Linked DNA regions of Mus musculus: region 2 is linked to region 1. Evidence: chromatin contacts called from public Hi-C data. All regions are on one chromosome and are shown on one strand. Each heading gives the region's core, a stretch centred on a gene start, on an enhancer-like site or on the middle of the called end of the contact. The rest is flanking DNA. Distances are from core to core; before and after follow the strand shown.

Region 1 (5,304 bases), core at 811-3,310:
TGCAGTAAATAAAATGCAATAAAAACAATAGTTCAAAAATATTTAAGGCAATAAATACAGAGTTCCATTTAAAATTCTTCCTTTATCTCTGCCACCTGAATAAAGAACTGGATGTTTTATCAAGCTGAGATAATTTTGAAAATGAAAGATGACATTCTTAAAAATTCTTTTGGTGCTTGGAATATAGATTAATAAAGCATTATCCTAGCAGAAGCAAGCCCTTACAATACTTAATACTGCTAAACCTTAATAAGAAGAACAATCGTAATCCTGAGTGAACAGGTGTACACCAGGAGCTTTAAAAAACAAGGAAGGATAAGAAAATGTTTCATTCTATGGAAAATAGCTAACTTTTTGCTCAGGACATAAATAGGAAAATCCAAATTTATTGTACCTTGAATTTTGCTAAACTTCCCCCAATTTGTAACTTTCCTTTGTGAAATTTTAGTGTCCAAAACTGAATCCTTTGGGAGAAAATATTTAAGTGGCATCAGTGACTGAATATATTGTCCACCCAGTAGTGTTTATATTTTAATACAAGACTACATCTCAAAATAAAGAAATGAATTTGTTATTATAAAAAATCAGATAAGTATCACCAAGTATTTGGGGAAAATGAGAGTTTCGACAGCATTAATAAAAGCATAGTGTGTGTTATAAAAAAAAAAAAATTCCCACTGAAGTGAAACGTAAGCCAGAGGAGAGCGTCTATGTCTCATCTTTTGTTATAACTCACAAAGAAAGGTTACCACAATACATAGGTGCCCCTATAACCTTCCCAGGAGTTATTTTAAATGAAGAATTTCAAATGAAGAATAAAGTTAGTCACACGTACAAGTGGGTGTTTATTTACTTAGGCTGGAGGGGCACAGAGCAGAGTTTGAGACATATTTAAATAAATCAAAAATTAAGAAAGAGGCTAAAGAGCTCTAACAATCAGACCAGGGCTCTGACTGTTCCTTTCTGTGGTTTTCTACGTGGGGCACTAAAACCTCCACTCTAAAAAGCCAGGATCCTACACACACAGCAGTGAGCACTAACAAAAAACAAAACAAAATCTGCAGTTTCACAACAGCCAGAGAGAGAGAGAGAGATGTGAGGTAACAACTAGGAAGTGGGACATTAATGTTTAGAAACCTTCCTTCTTAAATGAGGTAGGAAGGATTACTTCTGAGAGTCAAATAATGAATGAGAAGAAGAAATGTTTTATAGACAGGGTAAGGAGGTTAAAAAAAAAAAAAAGACTGAGCAGACAAGAGAGGGGAGACGGCATGTTTTTTCTTTTTTTTTTTTTTTTTTATTTAGTAACTATAAAATGAGCACTTCTCTCAAAAATAGTTAGATGAAACCATATAACCCAGAAAGCTAAGAAGTTAAGAACGAGTAGCAGTTGGAAAGGAGAGGCAGAGACAAAGACTGAGGGATAAGAAGGGGAAAGATGGAATGTTTTATATCGGATAATGAAGTAAGAGAAAGGCCAAGGACCCAAATCCATCAGGGAAAAAATGCTAATATGAAGCTTTAACATTAAGCATCATCAGGTAGAAGGAAAGCAAACATCATAACTCATGAAGGTAATAAAAAGTCACACAAAAAGTAGCAATAAAAAGTGAGGAAAAAAGTGGGGGAAACGACGAGACGGACAAAGAAACAACACACCATTTTTATTCAGAAAGCTATGCCCTTAAAGGTCCCCAATTCCATGCTCACTCTCAGTAAAGAACCAGACACACAATTCTTTTCCCAGACACTGAGGATGGCTTTGGCCCCAGACATCGCCCCTGAGCCCCCCTTACAAAAATTCTCTCTGTATGTGACCATCTCCTGGGAAAAACAACTGCCCAGGCCGCAGTTCCTCGGATAGTCCTTCATCAGAACAGTTCTCACAGGCAGGTAGCCTCGCTGGTCATACACAGGGATCCCATATGGCACAATCTGGACCTCGCAGAAGTGAAATCTGCATAAAGTAGGACGAAGCCAGAGCCGCACAAAAGGCGAGACACACATGTAGCGACATTGGCTCCGTGCCCTCTGACCCAGCTCTGTGTCTGTTCCCACACTCCCGACAAGCCCGGGCGAATGTGGCCCAGAGCTTGGAGGTAGCTGCGGTCTGTCACTGGATGAGCACGGAGCCGAAAGGAAGCTCAGAATTAGTCCCCCAATGGTGTGTGGATCAATTGTAAGACAGTGTCTTGTCATCCAAAAAGACAATCTACATGTGGCTGCAATTAACCCAGTTAGCCTGTGTCTAACATTGTCCTACAAAGAAACAGCCATGTAGTGAGATGACCAGAGCAGAATACTGCTTTGAAATTAGCAGATTAATTTAGTTCTCTGTAATCTGGGACTGGAATGAGTTGTGTTAATGGGCGTGTGCATGTGCCTGTGTACTTGTAAGTGGCCTGGGTTGTTTCTTGTTGCTAGTGTTTTCTTTCTTTCTTTTCTATTTTCTTTTTGTTTGTTTTTGTCATCATCATCATTGTAAATACACTTTAATAGAAAGCTACACTTATGTCAGTTTTTCCTGGGGAAAATCAATTAAAAAACAACTGAGAGCCAAGGGTTATAAATAATTATGTATTGCTGTAATCTTACAATTTTGTAAGAGCTATCTCTTAACAGAGGTTATAACCAATACACCCAGGTTACCCAAGTACACACCAAACACTAAGTTTAAGATGTGCAATATAGAAACCAAGCCAAAACTACTTTCCCAACTTGAAAGTGTAGCCTCTCCCCTGTGCCAGTGTTTGTGTGCTGTTGGGTGCTCTTTAAAGGAAATATATATATGCTATGAATTAATTCTCAGTATCATCCAAATCAGAGTTGCCATTATTATAATTCCAAGTCAAAAACATATGTAGAATTATTACTATGGATGTTTATTTCAAAGTGGTCGTTATTTTTTTAAACAGAAATGCTTCTTCAATTTTCCTAGATTTTTACATAATCTTACTACGTATGTTCTCATTTCACTACTCTTTTCTGATATAAAATAAAAAGCATTTCACAATCTTTATTTTGAAAGAGGAAAAGTTTTAAACCTTCTTAGCAAGCTGTTGATGTCCATTGCATGCTTAAGGAGAAAGAAGAGCTACGGGGAAAAATACTGAGTACATCAGGAACAAGGGGAGACAGTCTTCTCTCCTTGTGAGGCATCCTAGGACCTTCAAAAGCTGCATCGAGAATTTTGCAAATAACATGACCTCAGAAGGCTTCCCTCTGAAGGATGTCTGGTATCTTCACACCTGATGCAAAATCTAGGCAAATCACTGCGCTGGACTTCACAGTTACTCTATACACATGACCCTGCGAGCCTAGTAACCACACGATCACTAAAAATAGTCAGAATTTAGCTGGGCGTGGTGGCACACACCTTTAATCCCAGCACTTGGGCGGCAAAGGCAGGCAGATTTCTAAGTTCGAGGCCAGCCTGATCTACAGAGTGAGCTCCAGGACAGCCAGGGCTATACAGAGAAACCGTGTCTCGAAACCCCGCCCCCCCCCAAAAAAATCAGAATTTTTATGTTCAAAAGGAGCAAACAGTTACCACAGTTATACCCAATATGCATGCCCCATGTCAGCAGGTTAGCCAACCACAGTTTCCTGCAGCCCACCTGATTCTGGTCAGCTTCAGGCTTATGTGGGAGGCTTGCAATGGTATTCTTATTTTACCAGAGTGTGTTAACAGATTCAAATGTAGACTGGGTGGTGGAAGGAAGAGCTCTGAGAAAGGAGGCATCTGAAAGGAAATGAACAGTATTGTTTTCTGTTACTGCTCAGGGTTTCATTACAGGGTTCATTTGTTCTCTAAGTACAGGAGATGGAGTCCACTGCATATGCTAGGCAAGTGCTCTACGGCTGAGCTACACTGCTAGCTTTTCAATATACTTAATAATAATATCTAATTTGAAATGACAATGACTTGTTTTGTTTCTGACTTGTTTGGGGGTGTCTGAGAAGTTGATCCATAATCATACCTGTAAACAGGAATAGACCATACCTGTTCCTCTGTGGTAGAATGCAAGCTTCGTATGACAAAGCCCTGGATTTGAACCCAGCTTCACATTTAAAATAAGAAAAAAGATTATTGCCTAAATATTGTATTATTTTCAAAAATGTGTATTGTAGTATCCATTGATGCCTCATAATGCTTGCTAAGCTTATTACAGTGGCTTCTAGTCAGTTATAATATAGAGTTATAATATAGAGTTATAATATAGAGTTTTATATGACATGCTTTACCAATTATTTCTTTAGTAAGGATTCTAAAAGATTAGAGCTGGGCGTGGTGGTGCACGCCTTTAATCCCAGCACTTAGGAGGCAAAGGCAGGCGGATCTCTGAGTTTGAGGCCAGCTTGGTCTACAGAGTGAGTTCCGGGACAGCCAGGACTACACAGAGAAACCCTGTCTCGAAAAACCAAAAAAAAAAAAAAAAGATTAGAACTTTAAAATGTTCTAATTTGACATTATTAGGTAACAAATATAAAATATAAGGCATAATTCTGTAAAAAGATAAAATTATAATTTCTGAACAAAACATTCTTGCTAATAGTTGAGTCTTTTAATATAAAGCTGAGACACACTTCCTCTGCATATTTTCTGGTACTCAACTGAAGGAAATTTGATTAAGATTGGAGAGTAAGTGACATAAAATAATTGGAGGAATGCTAGCAAAGACCTCATCCAGAAGGAATGGCAGTGTTCTAGCATTAATAATGCATCTCTTTGGATGAAATGATGCCCACCCATTCCTGATGTCTATTTTTAAGGTGTACATACCCAACTGAGGTGGCTCTAAGTAATGTCTCTAACACCTTACCACCAGTGAAAGTTCCAAGAGGACTGCTTTCTAGAATGCAAAGATCTGTGGAAGAAGAAGTAAGACCAAGCCCTGAAGTATTAAACCTACTTTACTCTTGCCTCCCCAAGTTCTACATGTAAAGTTTCAGTATGGCCAAAGACACCTGCACCATGGGCTAACTGAACACTTAGTCCTAGGCTGGCTGGGTGTATCACTCACCCAAGCATCCTGCTTTCAGCTGGTGAGGAACATTTGGGATCCGCTATATATAACTGGAGGATTTGATTTTGTAGTATTTAGCAATGTACATATTCTATAGTGTAAATTATATTTAAGTCATTCTTAAAACATATGTCCATGCATTCACAGCTGTCTGCAAATGAAAGTAAGGTCCCAGTTTATCTAGATACAAACAATACTTTTCTAGCCCCTGATTTTCTCTACAATACACTAAAGCCATGAATGTTTCAGCTAGTTATCTTCATAATCTGCATCAGGA
Region 2 (5,304 bases), core at 1,336-3,835, 160 kb before region 1:
ACTTCTTACAATTTACCTGCCTTGGAAACCATCCCTCAGCTCTAAGTTTTCAGTGCCTGTTCCCTGCACATTCCTGAATTTCAGGACTTGCATTCTCACTTTCCTTAATAGACTTTTGCACTTGGTCATTTGAAAGATAGAAAACTTTGTTAAGTCTACAACCCAAATAATATAATCCAAAATATGGAAGACAAATCGCACGTAATTGAAACTAAATAATAATGTCTAGTGGTCCTGGAGAGCAGTTCAAGAAAAGAAAACCAGGCAAAGAAACTTGAAGATAGAAGCATAGTTTCATTCAATTCTTACTGGCTGTTTAGTATAAGTATTTAAGGGGGCTATAAGCTATCAGAATAATTAATTTTCCTTTTAACTGTGCTACAGTAGTTAATGTGGGGCAGAAGTAGCAAATGTGTCAAGGAGACTTGGGAGGGTGGCAGAACAGCAGATCTGTTTGTGTAGATTTTAGGTGTGTTTCAAGATACAGTAGTTCTGCACCTTTTTTATTCATAGAATATAAATATTATCAATATCTCAAAATTCTTATTGCAACAAAATGTGTTAACATTAATCAATTTTATATCCTATTAACAACAAAAAGATACTAAGTTTTTCTTTCCTCAACTACAAAATAAAAAGTCTTGCTGTCACAATTCCTCTAACCCATGAAGTGCTGTTTTTATAAAGGTGCAATATTCAAACATACCAATACTATATTTTGCTTATTTATGTAAAATGACAGTAACTTGAAAGGCAGAGTTGAGGCATGGATGAAACCATGGGGTAGACCTCATATCAAGCCTCGTGTTCAGCTACAATTCTGCTCCTTGCTCATCTAGTGCACTCAAGTAAGGCAAAAGCTTTGCCTCAAGCTGCCCCCCCGAAAGGGATGGCTAAGTAGCTCCGCAGTGTGAAAACCCTCTGTTGACTTCAAAGCTCAAGTTACCACAAGCTCAAGTTTCAATAGAAATATTTTAGATTTTTATGGCTAATAATAATCAAAGTCAAAAGCTATTGACAATCAACTTTTAAAGTATTTTATTCAAATAACTTGGCCAATTTTTACAAGACTATTCAAGGTCTCTTAGAAATTCCTTTTCGAAGAACTTATCTATAGTTTTCTTTGCTTCTTTTATTAATCCATGTGATACATAATGTCTGTACTCTGAGTGAACTTAATGATATCACTGCCTATTCACATGCTTCGCAGACAAATTAGAAAAGCTAGAGAACAATTCTAAATTTACAATAAATTTATTAAAAATATTCTTGAAATCAATTGACCAATATTCATATGTCATTTTCAAAAGACAAACATAGAGACAAGACTGCATGATCACAACCTCAAGAAACTCCAAAGCAGTGACTATAAAAGGGGTGCACAAATGATGTACACAGAAGACAGGATAGGCTCTGCTTGAGAAATGACAGCAAAATTTCATGAAAGAAGAGGAAAATAATACATATTTCACCTGGAGGATAACTCGATTCGCGATTAGAGAAATTCTCTTCAGGATGAGTCTGGCAGTAGCTTATAAATTAAAGAGCTGGGTGGTTTATAATTATGACGCAGCATGACCCATTTATAGAAATTTCATTTCCTATAATATGGTTTAAACAGTAATATGATGAAAAATTTGTAGTGAAAGTACATGTGAATGCTTTCCTTACAAAAGATTTTTACTGCTGTCAGTTTTTGAATTAGTCACTATAATGGAATCATGGTCACTTCTTCAAAATGTAAAATGCATGTGCATATATATATATATATATATATATATATATATATATATGAGAAACAAAATAAGATCTCTTTGTTTTAGCTGGACACAATGTAAGTTCCCTGTAGAATTTTTGCAGGTGTGTTAACTCAACCATCAGGGCCCCTCAGGTTCATGCCGACCTCCAGGGAAGGACATAACTCCTAAAGAGCCTCCTTCCCAGGATACCATTCTTCGGAGTCTTAGTGGCCCCCTTTAAAGGACGAGGTCCCTCACCCTCACCCCTCTGCCCTCCCCAGTCTGAGTCTGGGCGCCATTAGCGCACTGGAGCAGTAATTTCACTAAATTGTACCTTACTGGCCCCCTATTACGAAAGGAAGTGTGAATACTGCCAAAGCCCTTTCGTAACTGGCAATGGAATCACAGGTCAGAAAACATCTTTAGCAAGCATAAATTATTAGGCTCACTATAAAAGAGAGCTGACAGATGAAACAGGCATTTCCATGAGTGAACAATACAGCTTCAATTCAAAGACTACTGATTGGGTGTTCAGCCTCCCAGCATAAACAGCTATTCAAATTTTAAACTGTAACCATCTGAATAAAGAGAAGGATTGCCACGGACACCTCGGGTTCTTCTGAGAGCTTCAACAAGGGATGCGATATAAATAAAATGTCAACCCATAGGTTGAGTATTTCTTCTTCCCAAGGGTAAATTCATAGCCAATGAAACAGAAGGCCAGTGTTTTAGATCATAGGCCACCCCAGAATCATGGAGAGCCGAATTCCTCTAATAGGTGCCCCAGAGCTTTGCTAGGAGATGGTCACTGAGCACATCAGCCTCCCTCTCCACCCACCCTGTCTGTCTGAGTCCTTCCCAGTCTTCCCTTTTGTAAGATGTTATCTGTATTCATGGGGCGAGGCTGGTGGGGATGAAGTCACAAATGTGTAATTATAAACCTCAGAACAATGCAACGCATTCTACTCATAAAAAAGTAGACATCGCCGGTTTCTTGTGGAGACACCACAAAGAAAGACTGCAGCCCGAAATAATGCAAAATCCAGCTAGAGAACAGCACTGTATCTGCTTTGGTGAAAGACTGAAAGCCTAGCGGTTTTAAGCCTCCTAGAATCTGTTGAGAAACTGATAAGAACCTAAGACCAGTCTTTGATTGTTTGTAAATCTCTGATTCACTTGCAGGCATTGGCTGTCTGAATAATGATGGGAGATGTGTATCTAGTACATGCTTAGAGTAAAAGCTTCTCTCTATCTCACAAATGGGGCACATTAGTTAATAGTTCAGATATTAAACACATAGACTTAAATTGAGACTCCTTGAATTTGGGAAGATTCAAACAGTAATTTTAAGTAAAAATAGCAGAGAGTTATCTATTGTTACCAGACTAAAGGACCTTGGGTCTGTGCCTTCTCAGAACTACATGCTAAGCACTCTACCCACAACCCTGTCCTTTAAGCACCAGACTGGGTCTCATATTCTACACAAAAGGAAACTATAAACACAGAACTTTTGCTTGTTAATGATAGGTTTGGAATTAATTTTCTAGTAATTGACACTGGAAAGCCTACCAACACTAATGATTCCCACCCCTATATCTCCAGATCTGTGGAGAGACAATTGTCTTTAATGAACAAAGTACACAAACAATTCATTTACACTGAAGATCTAGGCAGGAGTAGAATGCTTTCTTCTCATCTTGATATGTTTGTTTCATATAATTGTGAAAAATATTATACATGGAAAAGCTTGCTATTTGAAAAATCTGCCCTCAAAGATTTCTCTATATTGATTCATGTTACAAAAGCAAACAGGCCTCTCTGCTATGAAGTGCAGTTTTCTCACTTCCATGCCTCTGCAAGGATGTTGGTTACACTGATTTTATGTGCTAAGAATAAAATCAGCTGTGTATTAACAAGCAAAGAGTCCTGCTGCTGAGAACTACTGTGAAGTATGACACTAAAGGAGGGGGGATTTTAAGAAGGAGAAAACTGAATACATGTGCAATTAGACATGCCTTTGATGACCTCTGATCTCAGGCTGTGCTGTCTTCATTCAGTCTCCTTCCCATAACTACAGTTGAAGTACGAGTCTATATTAATTAAGGAGTGGCTCCAGGCCACCATTTAGAACTACTAGAGGGAAGTTATATATTTGAGTCCCTTGTTATTAAAAGCACTCAGGCAGCATTCATTAATAATACTACCTAAAATACAGCATGCAACTGGCCAGAATAACCTGAGTCTAATGCCAAGTTCAATCCAGTTATTGATATATGGTCATTTTGATGAGAAATTATCAAATCATTTTTGCAATGATTTCCTATGACTCAAATAGACAAAATTTTCTAATCCAATGATTTCTCTTTTAAATCTAAAAGCATGGAGAAAAATATGTTCATACCTTACTGTAGTAGAGTTTGCTGTATTAAAGTTCTTTGTGCTGCATATAGTCAAATAAATCAAATAAATACATGTTCTTATCTAGAAGATTTTTCAGGAAAAAAATTTATAGTATTATCCATTAATTATCTAAGCACTAATTTTTACAGACAAGGCAGTTATATGGTAAATTTTATACCAAAATGTAATTTTAACTACTTACTAAAATAACTTTAAATAATCTGCATTTTCCCTGGCCTAAAATATTTGTATCTAGTCTACATAGGGGCTTGTCCACGATGTTTCAAACTTCCATTGTACCTTGCCATAATGATGACCATCATTGGATTATAGATACTCAGTATTTTTCTTCTCTCGTTATCAGTAGTTCTTAACTCAGAGGAGACGAAATTCAGAGTGTAGCAGTATATACACATAATCCATGTTATTGGGAGGCTGAAGTAGGAGGATTACAATTTTGAGAACAGACTGAGATAAATGAGTAGACTCTAATCAAAATATTGCTTTACTTTGAAATTGAAAAGCACCTGCTCCAAGCCAGTATCACTTAAAGCTCTTTGTGTTAGCAAATGTTCTAGAGGTGGGAAGAATGGTCTAACATTGTTGTTGCTTTTTTTTAAGTTCCACCTTTAATGGGTGCTAGTTAGATAATGGTAGTTCCCCAGTACTTTGCTCTATTGTAAGCAAGACTACTCCTCTTTGTTGTTTCATGTAAAAAAAAAAATCACATTGAATAAATAAGTGACCTGCTTACTATTGCCATGTACAGCTCATGACTTTGCCAACAGACATTGCACAAGGATTTCAGAAACCTTTCTCCTTTGAAGTTAGCCCTAAACAATCAGTTTTCTAAAAATTGATAAAATTATGGAATTTATACAGTCTTTCTTTGTAAGTCTAAAGCACCACCCCCATTTTACATAGCTCATCCAAAACATCACATGAATTCCTTTAAAGTCTGAGTGCATTCAGAGGGCAAGCTGATATGGCCCCCTACCTCCCCTGGTAAAGAACACAAAGTTGTTCTTATCTCACTAAAAGGGAAAATTTGACTTTTAAATTAGCTCATGCACAAAACGTGTTAAAACACGAAAATATTTATTCTCCTTTTATAGTACAAAGAGCAACTGGGTATCTCTAGAGAATATTTCAATTACACATTGGG

Evidence for each region. A called contact is a pair of places that touch in the nucleus more often than the background predicts.
Region 2: a Hi-C map of cerebellum shows a contact between it and region 1, with 4 times the contacts expected there. The contact joins two enhancer-like sites. A contact is called at or near these places in 4 of 484 Hi-C or Micro-C datasets (cerebellar granule neurons and cerebellum) and 2 of 115 datasets of contacts at active chromatin or transcription factors (differentiating embryonic stem cells and neural tube).

What each region holds. Positions count from the first base shown.
Region 1 is chr13:84,401,472-84,406,775 of GRCm38.p6, reverse strand. No RefSeq gene overlaps it. Among named protein-coding and RNA genes, the nearest start is that of Gm41011, 60 kb to the right of the region's middle. Within about 2 kb of position 2,060, at least 23 of the 459 cell types and tissues checked have an H3K27ac peak or open chromatin away from gene starts, as enhancers often do. A contact at or near this core is called in cerebellar granule neurons, cerebellum and neural tube, where this site is marked.
Region 2 is chr13:84,563,347-84,568,650 of GRCm38.p6, reverse strand. No RefSeq gene overlaps it. Among named protein-coding and RNA genes, the nearest start is that of Gm34246, 110 kb to the left of the region's middle. Within about 2 kb of position 2,585, at least 30 of the 459 cell types and tissues checked have an H3K27ac peak or open chromatin away from gene starts, as enhancers often do. A contact at or near this core is called in cerebellar granule neurons, cerebellum and neural tube, where this site is marked.